3 separate regions of the Mus musculus genome follow, and regions 1 and 2 are each linked to region 3. The links are chromatin contacts, called in public promoter capture Hi-C maps. All regions are on one chromosome and are shown on one strand. Each heading gives the region's core, a stretch centred on a gene start, on an enhancer-like site or on the middle of the called end of the contact. The rest is flanking DNA. Distances are from core to core; before and after follow the strand shown. Region 1 holds the start of Huwe1 (HECT, UBA and WWE domain containing 1). Region 2 holds the start of Smc1a (structural maintenance of chromosomes 1A). Region 3 holds the start of Tro (trophinin).

Region 1 (2,935 bases), core at 169-2,668, 1.1 Mb before region 3:
ACAAAACAAAAAGATATACAGACCAGCAGACTACAGAAACATAGGCGGGAAAGGGGGCGGGTCCCAGAGCTTGTAGCGTGGAAGGGGTTGGAAAGGCAAAGTTTCACCTAGTGGGGGCACGAAGGAGACCACTAAGACTGCAATTATCCGACCACTGACCCGTTTATTGTTCTGCCCAAGTATGGTCTCAAAACATTCAAAGTTGAAGAAATCAGTACGCTGTCCCCGCGTCAGGGATAAACAAGCAAGAGGACCTAGGAAAATGGAAGGTTACTGCTGATCCATCCACAAAGATGGAGTAAATGCAGGGAATAAGATAAGCTCTTTTAACATCTGCGCCAAAAGCACCACGGAAGGACATGGGACAGGGTAGATGATTCAGGCTAGGCTCTAAATTAGGACTACAGAGGAGGAGTGATAGGATTTTTTTTAACTTCTCCCCTTAATAATGCATCCCGATATTCACGTAGCTGAGCGATTTGACAGGGAGACAGAATTTGGGAAAGGGAAGGTACTCTAATGACTCTACAGATTGACCTCTCAAACCTTAGCCCGAAAGCCGCGGGAGCAGGGAAGCAGAGCCCACCTCGGATCAAGAAAAACTAGGGGTTTCATATGGGTCGCTGCAAGGGCTGAGAAGCAGCAAGCGCGCAATAATTATGAGAACAATCTTAGGTGCGTCCCTCTCTCCCACTTTTTAATCTAATCCCCAGCCCACTACCCAATGAACTATGGACTCCCTCCCGCACTTCCCAACCCGCCCACTGCGACGACGAAAACAGAGGCGAAGAGCGATTGGTGGGGCAAAGGCAGGCCCACACGAGGCAGAGGCCGGGGGAAATGGTGTCGCTTTAACCGGTAAGAAACAGGATGGTCTTCAGCTCAGGAAGGATTTACCGGCACCACGACGTTTCGCCATTCGTCATCTCCTTAACGTCTGGTACCTGAGAAGCGTCACAAACGCGGATAGCTAACCCCTTGGTACCGTGTAAGAGCAAGACAGGCAGCCGCCGCCGCCGCCATCTTAACAGGCGGCCCGACCCTAGTCACTGCCCCCCCACCCCCAAGGTATCTCCGCCACCGCCGGCGAATCCCCACGAGGACGTAACCCTGCTCCCGCGAGAACTCACCGGCTAAGAACGGCAGCACCAGAAGACGCTGCTCGCGCCTCCGCAGCTCCTGCACTCAGTAGCCAACCTCGGCCGCCGCCTTCGCGTGATCCCAGGAGAACCTCCACCGGACCAGGAAAAACTGAGCCCAGCCCGTCCCAACCCTCGCTTGCCACCAAACCCCAAATCGCCACCGCTCCGCTCTCACCCCACGCGAAGCGAAAAGCAAATGACGCACAACCTCACGGAGCACTACGGGGCGGAGCCAGCATGCCGCCGCCGGCTCCCGCATGCGCCGTAGGAACTATCGCGATATTACGTTCAGCCTCGCCGAGACCTTCGTAATTCACCGCAGGAGACCGCCCGCGCCTCGCCTTTAGGAAACATGAGATCTCGCGAGACCAGGTGCACGCTCCTAAAAAGGAGAAAGGCGGAGCTTCGTGAAAATGACTGGGAGTTTTTTCGGGGAAAGGGAGGAAGCTCTCGTCCTTTAGGGATCTCGCTTACCACGAGGTTTCCGACCCACTGCGGAGCTTGCTACCAAACCTCGCGATGACACAGCTCAGCGCCAAATCTCGGCCATGTCTTGAAAACTACCTCCGCCCCCGATTTAGGTGTCTGGAGCCTGCCTAGTGCTTAAAAAGTCAACCTGTTTATTCTCACGCTTCCAGCAGGGCTGTACCAATTAGCCAAACTCCATTCCGAAAGCGAAAAGAATGGGTTCCCATTGTTACCTGCCTCGAGGAATAACGTGCTAGTCTTAACTAACGCATAAAAGATGTTCAATTTACAATAAACACACAAATGCAAATGGAAACAATGACACACCAGTTTTTGTGCTCAAAACATGGGGGGAAAAATCTAAAGACCTCTAATATCCATACTTCTTCCTTCGCCGCACTGCAGGCTAACCTGAATCCATCTTTTCACTAAAAGCTCATATCATTAGTTCTACCTCCGGAGTCACCAGTTTTAAATATTGAGGCTTTCCTTACCTTATAACAAAAAAGACCCAATAAAGTGGTTTTCTCCAAACAAAGGCGTCTGCCCTCAAAAGCAAATTCAAGCTTGGGGTGGGGAGAAAGGCGCTTGGAGATTTTAATATGGCAGTTTTTGCATGTCTAACCAACAATGTTTCTCCAATAAATCGGGATCCAGTCTGGCCCGTTTGTGAGCTTTTCCATTCTAATCCATTGTTCTGTCTATTCTAATTTAAACATGCTTCCTTCAGAGTACAGTTTAATTGTACAAGCACCCCCATCTTTAAAAACATTTTCTTGGTTATTCTTAGCCATCCCCCCCTCATAAACTTTAGAATCGTCAAGTTCCAAAAACTTAGTATATTTATTGGAATTGCATCAACTGCTTGAATCAATATAGAAAAATGAATATCGTTACAGAATAGAGGCTTCCTATGCAGAAGCCTGATATTCCTTCTCCATTTATGCAAACGTTCTTCCATTGTATTCCTGAAAGTTTTATAGTTTACTTCCAGATATTTTTATTTTTCTTGAAATTTAGAGTGGGGGGGTTGGTATTAAAATTTCAAAATGTTTATTGCTTATATACAAGACTGTTCATATTTAACTACTGACTTTTGTAATTAGAAAAATGAAAATATGCTCAAACAGCAGTAAAATGAAAGCAACGACATGTGATTTTTTACTGTATAACTGAAAAGATATAAAGATAAGTAACAATTCATGTTGGCATAGCTATGGAAAAATAGGCAATATCGTACTACGTTGGAGAGTGTAAATTATTATGGCCTTTGGGGAAGGAGATTTAGATAAATCTATCAAGATTTGAAATACATACACGTTTTG
Region 2 (2,981 bases), core at 3-2,502, 1.4 Mb before region 3:
TTCGCTATGAGCTACTTCAAGGTAAGGGTGGCCTAGCAGGCTAGAAAATGAGTAAACTAGAATATCTCTGGAGTGGAGGAACACAGCAAAGATTCATAACGAATACTTCTAGAGATGGGTGAGAGGAAACTACGAGCTATACAGCAAAAACTAAGATATGAAATAGTAGGCTTAAGTATGAAAAAGTAGGGTTACTATCAAAGTCACTCTAACTTATCAGCCTAACCCCTTTTCTACAAAACATTTATAATGGCCTAAGTGTTATCTTATTTTGTACTTTGCTTCTCCTTTCCCGCGATCTCGGATTTGCTCTCCCCGCATAAACTTAACTGATAAAACCCCAAACCCTCCACCAATTTGGCAAGCGAACAAGTTCAGGCTTATTTACGGTTTTCTGGTAGGAAAAAGGCAAATCAAAGCAACAATCTCTTAGGCGTGTGGGGGGCATGCGGAGGGGTGGGGGGCATCGCAATCCCACGCTGCTGAGCGGAACGCTGGGTCAGAAATTCAAAAGTGCCACAGCAGAGAGGGGGGGGGGGAAAGGAATCAGAGTGGAGCGTTCCATCGGGAGGTGCGGGTGCGGGGAGGGCTGAGTAGAGCACAAAGTACACAGCTTGGGATCGGACGCCAAAGCAGAGTTACGGTTCCCAAATTTTCCCAGAGGTGTCAAACAAGTTTAGGAAGGTGGAACAATGCAGACCGGAAGGAAGCCGCGGGCCAAACAACTGGCAGCAAATTTCGGGAACGCCTCTTTTGGCGGGAGGGGTAGTGGGCGGGGCGACGCACGGTTCGGCCCATACCATTCGGGCCAGAGGGGGTCTGCGCCGAACTCCGCCAACTGACAGTTGGGAAGAGACTCGAGTTCAGTGTATGCCAAAAGGGAAAGCAAGTTCAGATCCAAGCCCCACCAAGAGGATCAAGGAACATTTCAGGGTTCACAATGTCTCGGGTTGCATGGGGGTAGGTTGTACTACTTTGCAGACAAGCAGGGGGAACCGGACCGGGACGCGCGCAGGGCCACAGCCGGTTTTAATCTCACCAGAGCCATTGGGTCCAATGATGGCGGTAAACCTCTGAAATGGTCCGATAATCTGTCGACCCTTGTACGATTTAAAGTTCTCGATCTCAATCAGTTTCAGGAAACCCATGACAGCGGCGCTGGCGTAGGAAAGGCCGCGCCTTACTCCTGGGAACGAGGTTAGCCCGCGCGGGAAATAGCGCAGTGCAAGCCGGGTGTACAGTAAGCCTCGCGATAATAAGTCCAAGCCAATCACGATTTCCTGTTTCCGGGGCCAGAAATGGTCACTTCCGCCTGAAATAGCGCTTTTGTTGAATTGTTGCCCGGCTGGAGCACGCGCTGGGCGCTCAGGCCCCGCCCCTCTACGTAGTTACCCAGCAACTGTTGAAGTGGCCGCCAACTAGGACGGGAAGCGTTAGTGCTCTGATCACTTCGGGGGAAATCAGAGCAAGCAGGCGGGGTCTGAGCCCACGCTTGCTGGGAAAGAAGTCACTTCAAGGTTCTGCCAGAGCTAGTGGGAGGCAGAAGCTCGGCTGGGGTTTGTAGTCTAGCCAGCAAGGGGGGAGACGGGGAGAAGCGCTTCAGCCAAGGATTCAGTCGGGAATGGGAAGGCGCCCTCGGAAGGGTGGGCAGTTTGGGATGGAAGAGGGATCAAAGGGAGGACTTAGATGAGGCGAGCTTAGAGTGTGAGGACGATGAGAGTATCTCTTAGACAACAGAGATACAAGTTGGGAAAGGCTGTGTTCTGAAATACTGCCCCTATCGTCTGCTTCTCTCTTATTTCTCCAAGCAGAATTTAAAGACTGCCGTTGTAAATCCAAGAGTCAACTTGGGTCCAATCCATTTTCGAGCTTCAAAACTGGAATTCTGTACTGAGAAAGGTATCTTGTGTGAACACTAGGAGTCCAGGTCCTTAAGCCAGTGCTCCAGCTCTGTCCTTTTCCCTCCCTGTTAAATCAAGTTTCCCCCATTTCCACCACTTCCCCTCTGTCTCTTTCCCTCCCCCTTTCTCTCCTCTCTCCCTCCCTTTCTCTTTCTCTCTCCTCTCTCCCTTCCTCTCCCCCTCCCCTCTCTCTCCTCTCCTTCCCTCTCCCTCTCTCCTCCCTCCCTCTCTCGCTCCAACTCTGTCCTTTTCCCTCCATTACATCAAGTTTCCCCCATTTCCACCTCTTCACCTCTCTCTCTCCCTCCCTCTTTCTCTCCCTCTCCCCCCTCTCTCTCCCCTCCTTCCCTCTCCCTCCCTCTTTTTCTCCTCTCTCCCCCCTCTCTTCCTCTCTCCTCTCTCTCCTTTATACCCTGTCCTTCTCCAATTCTTTTCCATCCCCTTTTTCTTCATTCTTTCATTCCCCTTCTATCACCTTATAGTCATGATCTTAGCAGCCCAGGATGTCTACTGAATCATCCCCCTATTGTGACAACAGATTGTCTTTATAGGCCGGGGTTAGTGCCATTTTCAGTTAGATATGGAAAGAGTCTGGTGGTTTCCACAGCTATTCCTGGGTATCTTCTTTTATTTTTTCAAAAGTTTCTCCATCTAGCTCTGACTGTCCTGGAACTCTGTAGACCAGGCTGGCCTCGAACTCAGAGATCCACCTGCTGGGATCAAAAGTGTGTGCCACCACTGCCCGGCTTTGTAACTGTGTGCAAGTGCAAGCGTGATCAAATGTGTGCACAAGCCACAGACATTAGGCATCAGATCCCTTGGAGCTGGAGTTACAGGTAGTTGTGAACCACCTAACACGAGTACTCAAAGAACTCTGAAAGAACTGGAAGTATTCTTAACCACCATGCCATCTCTCTAGTCCTATTCCTGTAACTATTTTTAAATAATGTCTAAAAGCTGGGAAGAATCCTAAAGAGTCTAGGAAGGTGAGAAAGCTCAGTTGATAGAATCTGATATGAAGCTCTTTTGGGAAACCAGTCACAGGCAACATGAGGGAATAAAATCATCAGAGGCTTGAAA
Region 3 (3,030 bases), core at 295-2,794:
GTAGATTTGAGAAGAATGTGTATGCTACAGCTGAAATGTTCTGTAGATGTCTGTTAAGTTCATCTGGCTTAATTCAAGTCCGACCTTTCTTTACTGATTTTCTGTCCAGACAATCCCTACACTGTTGGAAAATGGGTATCGAAGTCCTTTACTATTTGTTTGACTGTGCTCTATCCCCCATTCATTATTAACATTATTGCTCCATACATATAGGTGCTTCAGTGTTGGATTCATAGATACTTTTAATTTTTATATGGTCCTTGTGAATTGTCTCTTATTATATAATTCTTTTGTTGTTTGGTTTTCTTTTTTATTTTTAATTAGGTATTTTCCTCATTTACATTTCCAATGCTATCCCAAAAGTATCCCTTGGTTTTCTTGATACAGGACCTCACTATGTAGCCCTGGCCGGCCCCTGAACTCATAAGATCTGCCTGTTTCTGCCTCCCAAGTGCTGGGATTCAACGCCCAGTGTATAATGTCATTCTTTTTTATAATGTCTCATTTTAGCTTTGACTGCCTTTTTTTTCTGACATAATGGTCTCTACTCAGTTTGACATAATTGAATGAAAAAAAGTGAATGCTACAAATTGTTTCTTGCACTGGCGAGTAGTGTGCTACATCACAAGAGAAAGCCTAAGTCCTTGTTCAGAGCATCAGTAAAAGAAGAACATGAGAAAAAAAGATGTGTATGTATATTTGTATGTATATATATGCACATATACATATGATTTTTAATATATCATCTCATCGTAGAAGGCTGTACTTGAACTCAAGACCCTTCAACATCTCCCTCCCAAGTAGTGCTGGAATTATATCAGGGCTTTGTTAAATGCCCGCTCCCATAGTTTCCAAATAATTTTTTTTTTAATTTTAAGGAATCAGTGAAATTATTTTGAAATAAAATAGAAGCATGTAGGGATTTTTTTATTACATTTTTATTTGTAATAAATAAAGTGTGTGTACATGCACATATGTGTTTGTGTGCAATCAGAGCTGTGAAGACAACCTGTGGGAGTAGGTTTTCTACCTCCGCCATGTGGATCCAGGGAATAGGATTCATGTCCGCAGGCTTGGAGTGCTTTTACCGCTGAGCCATCTGACAGGCTCTAATTGATTTTTCTTACATCTACTGTTTAACTATATGTATTTAATTATTTATTACATATTGTTTAAATATATATTATATATATGAATTATTTGAGAGCATCACCTTAATGTTCAGCGCCTCTATCTTAATCTAGTCGTATTTTAGAGGCAGTAATGAATGTGACGTTCTCACAGTATATCACGCCATGTAATTAGTGTTGTCAGGACAGGCGTGGGAGCTCTGAGGTCATTTTCTTCAGGAGAAACTGAAAAATCAAATAGGAACAGGGACACGTATTGGGGAACAGAGAAATGAAATGGAGACTAGGTGTGAATGCTGAACAAGAGGTAGTAAACAGATGCGCCACACTGAGGAGACTGGGAAGCCGTTAGCGGGGAGGGGGTGGGGCGGGCTGGTAGGGACGGAGACCCCCCTCTGGAGGCGGAAAGAGGCAGGACCACTTCCGGCCAGGGGGGCGGGTTACAAGCTCAGACCTGAGGAGAGGCTTGGAGAGAGCAGACGTCCTCTCGGCTCACGAGGGCGAGGTGAGCTGAGGTGGCCAGCTTTAGGAAAGACCCCGTGGGGGCTTCAGAGCCGCGGCTTCGGGGTGACTGGCTTCACACAGCATTAAGGTTTGACAGGAACCTGGCTGGATTCGGGATCTAGCGGTTTCGATGTGGTGGGTTTAGAGGTGCCTGGACCCAATTCTCACTGCGTAAAGGCGGGGGCGGAATCTCCGGGCTACGGGAAAGTCTAGACTCAGTTTGGGGATGGAAAGAAGGGATGCAGACCTGGTTGGGATTTTGGAAAGGAAACATCTAGAACACGTTCTGGCTGTAGCAAAAAGGGAGGAGGGTCGAGTTCAGGAGGGAGGTAAGGGACCCGGATCAAGCTGAAGAAAGGGGGCTGGACCCCGTTATGGGCTACGAAAAGGATGAATCGAATCTGGACTAAGAAAGGAGCGACAGAATCCTCTTTAAACGGCCAGAGGACCAGGCTTGGAAGGGAGAAAGGACGGGCTAGGATCCGGGTAGCACTGCTTTGAAAGAGGGGATGACCTGGTAGGGTTAGGGAGCTGGGAATCATGAAGGGGTTATCCCTGTTGGATTTGAGGGTGGGGTATCAATGTTGCAGAAAGGGCGGGGCGGGGCCCTTGCAGACGTGGACCGGGGGGGGGGGGGGCGAGGGGGGATAGTGTTGGCGAAGGCGACTGCGGCGCGGGTGGGGGGGGAGGGGGCTTGAGGAGGGTGGGAGGTGCGGAGGACTGCGGAACCACAGCCTGAGTGAGTGGCTGATGGTTGGCGCGGGCTGGCGCGGCCGCACAGGAATGGGGGCGGGGGTGGGGTGGGATGGTGGTAGGAGGGGGTGGCGCGAAGAGGCCCTGTGGAGCCTGGGGTGGGGGGACGGGCTGAGAAATGATGTAGGAGGAGGAGGCGGTGGGATCGAGATGTTCTGTAGCTCTGAGAGCGGGGGACATATGTGGACATGAGATGGTTAGAATGGTCCTGTCCACCATAGCGCATGCGTATTGAGGGCCTTGAGGACCAGCTGCATTTGGAAAACCTGTTATCATGCGCGCGTGCGTGTGTGTGTGCACGCGCATATGTGTGTGTGTGTGTGTGGGTGGGTGGGTGGGTGTGGGTGCGCGCGTGTGTGCGTGTCTCTCGCTCTCGTTCTGTGCGCATGCGCACTGTCAGGTTGCGGTGTGGTAGAGGGTATTAAGGTGTAGGTCGTAGAATTAATTTGCCATCTTGGAAGCAAAAGATGCTGCAGCTCAGAGACCACATGTTCTGGGCTTCTAGATAGGCAAACCCAGAAAGATTTGGGGCCTAAAATTAGGCAAATTCTTTCACCCTTCAGATTTAGCAAGACTTCTGATAAATCTTCCCCCTTTCCACCCTCCTATTATCCTCTAACTCAGGCCTATTTCCTTCAGGCTC

The links. Promoter capture Hi-C pulls out the DNA fragments that hold promoters and counts their contacts.
Region 1: a contact with region 3 is called in a promoter capture Hi-C map of hippocampal neurons, with 6 times the contacts expected there. The contact joins the promoter of Huwe1 here to the promoter of Tro in region 3. A contact is called at or near these places in 4 of 39 promoter capture datasets (cranial neural crest, embryonic stem cells, hippocampal neurons and 1 more) and 2 of 115 datasets of contacts at active chromatin or transcription factors (astrocytes and embryonic forebrain).
Region 2: a promoter capture Hi-C map of cranial neural crest shows a contact between it and region 3. The contact joins the promoter of Smc1a here to the promoter of Tro in region 3. A contact is called at or near these places in 5 of 39 promoter capture datasets (the 3T3-L1 cell line, cranial neural crest, hippocampal neurons and 1 more).

The regions. Positions count from the first base shown.
Region 1 is chrX:151,801,765-151,804,699 of GRCm38.p6, reverse strand. It overlaps Huwe1 (HECT, UBA and WWE domain containing 1), which reads right to left and starts at 1,418. Exons shown (of 83, transcript NM_021523.4): 1 at 1,131-1,418.
Region 2 is chrX:152,014,699-152,017,679 of GRCm38.p6, reverse strand. Smc1a (structural maintenance of chromosomes 1A) reads right to left here and starts at 1,252. Exons shown (of 25, transcript NM_019710.2): 1 at 1,040-1,252. The coding sequence starts at 1,148. Ribc1 (RIB43A domain with coiled-coils 1) reads left to right here and starts at 1,385. Exons shown (of 8, transcript NM_025660.3): 1 at 1,385-1,517; 2 at 1,812-1,899.
Region 3 is chrX:150,655,950-150,658,979 of GRCm38.p6, reverse strand. Tro (trophinin) reads left to right here and starts at 1,544. Exons shown (of 13, transcript NM_001002272.3): 1 at 1,544-1,635; 2 at 3,027-3,030.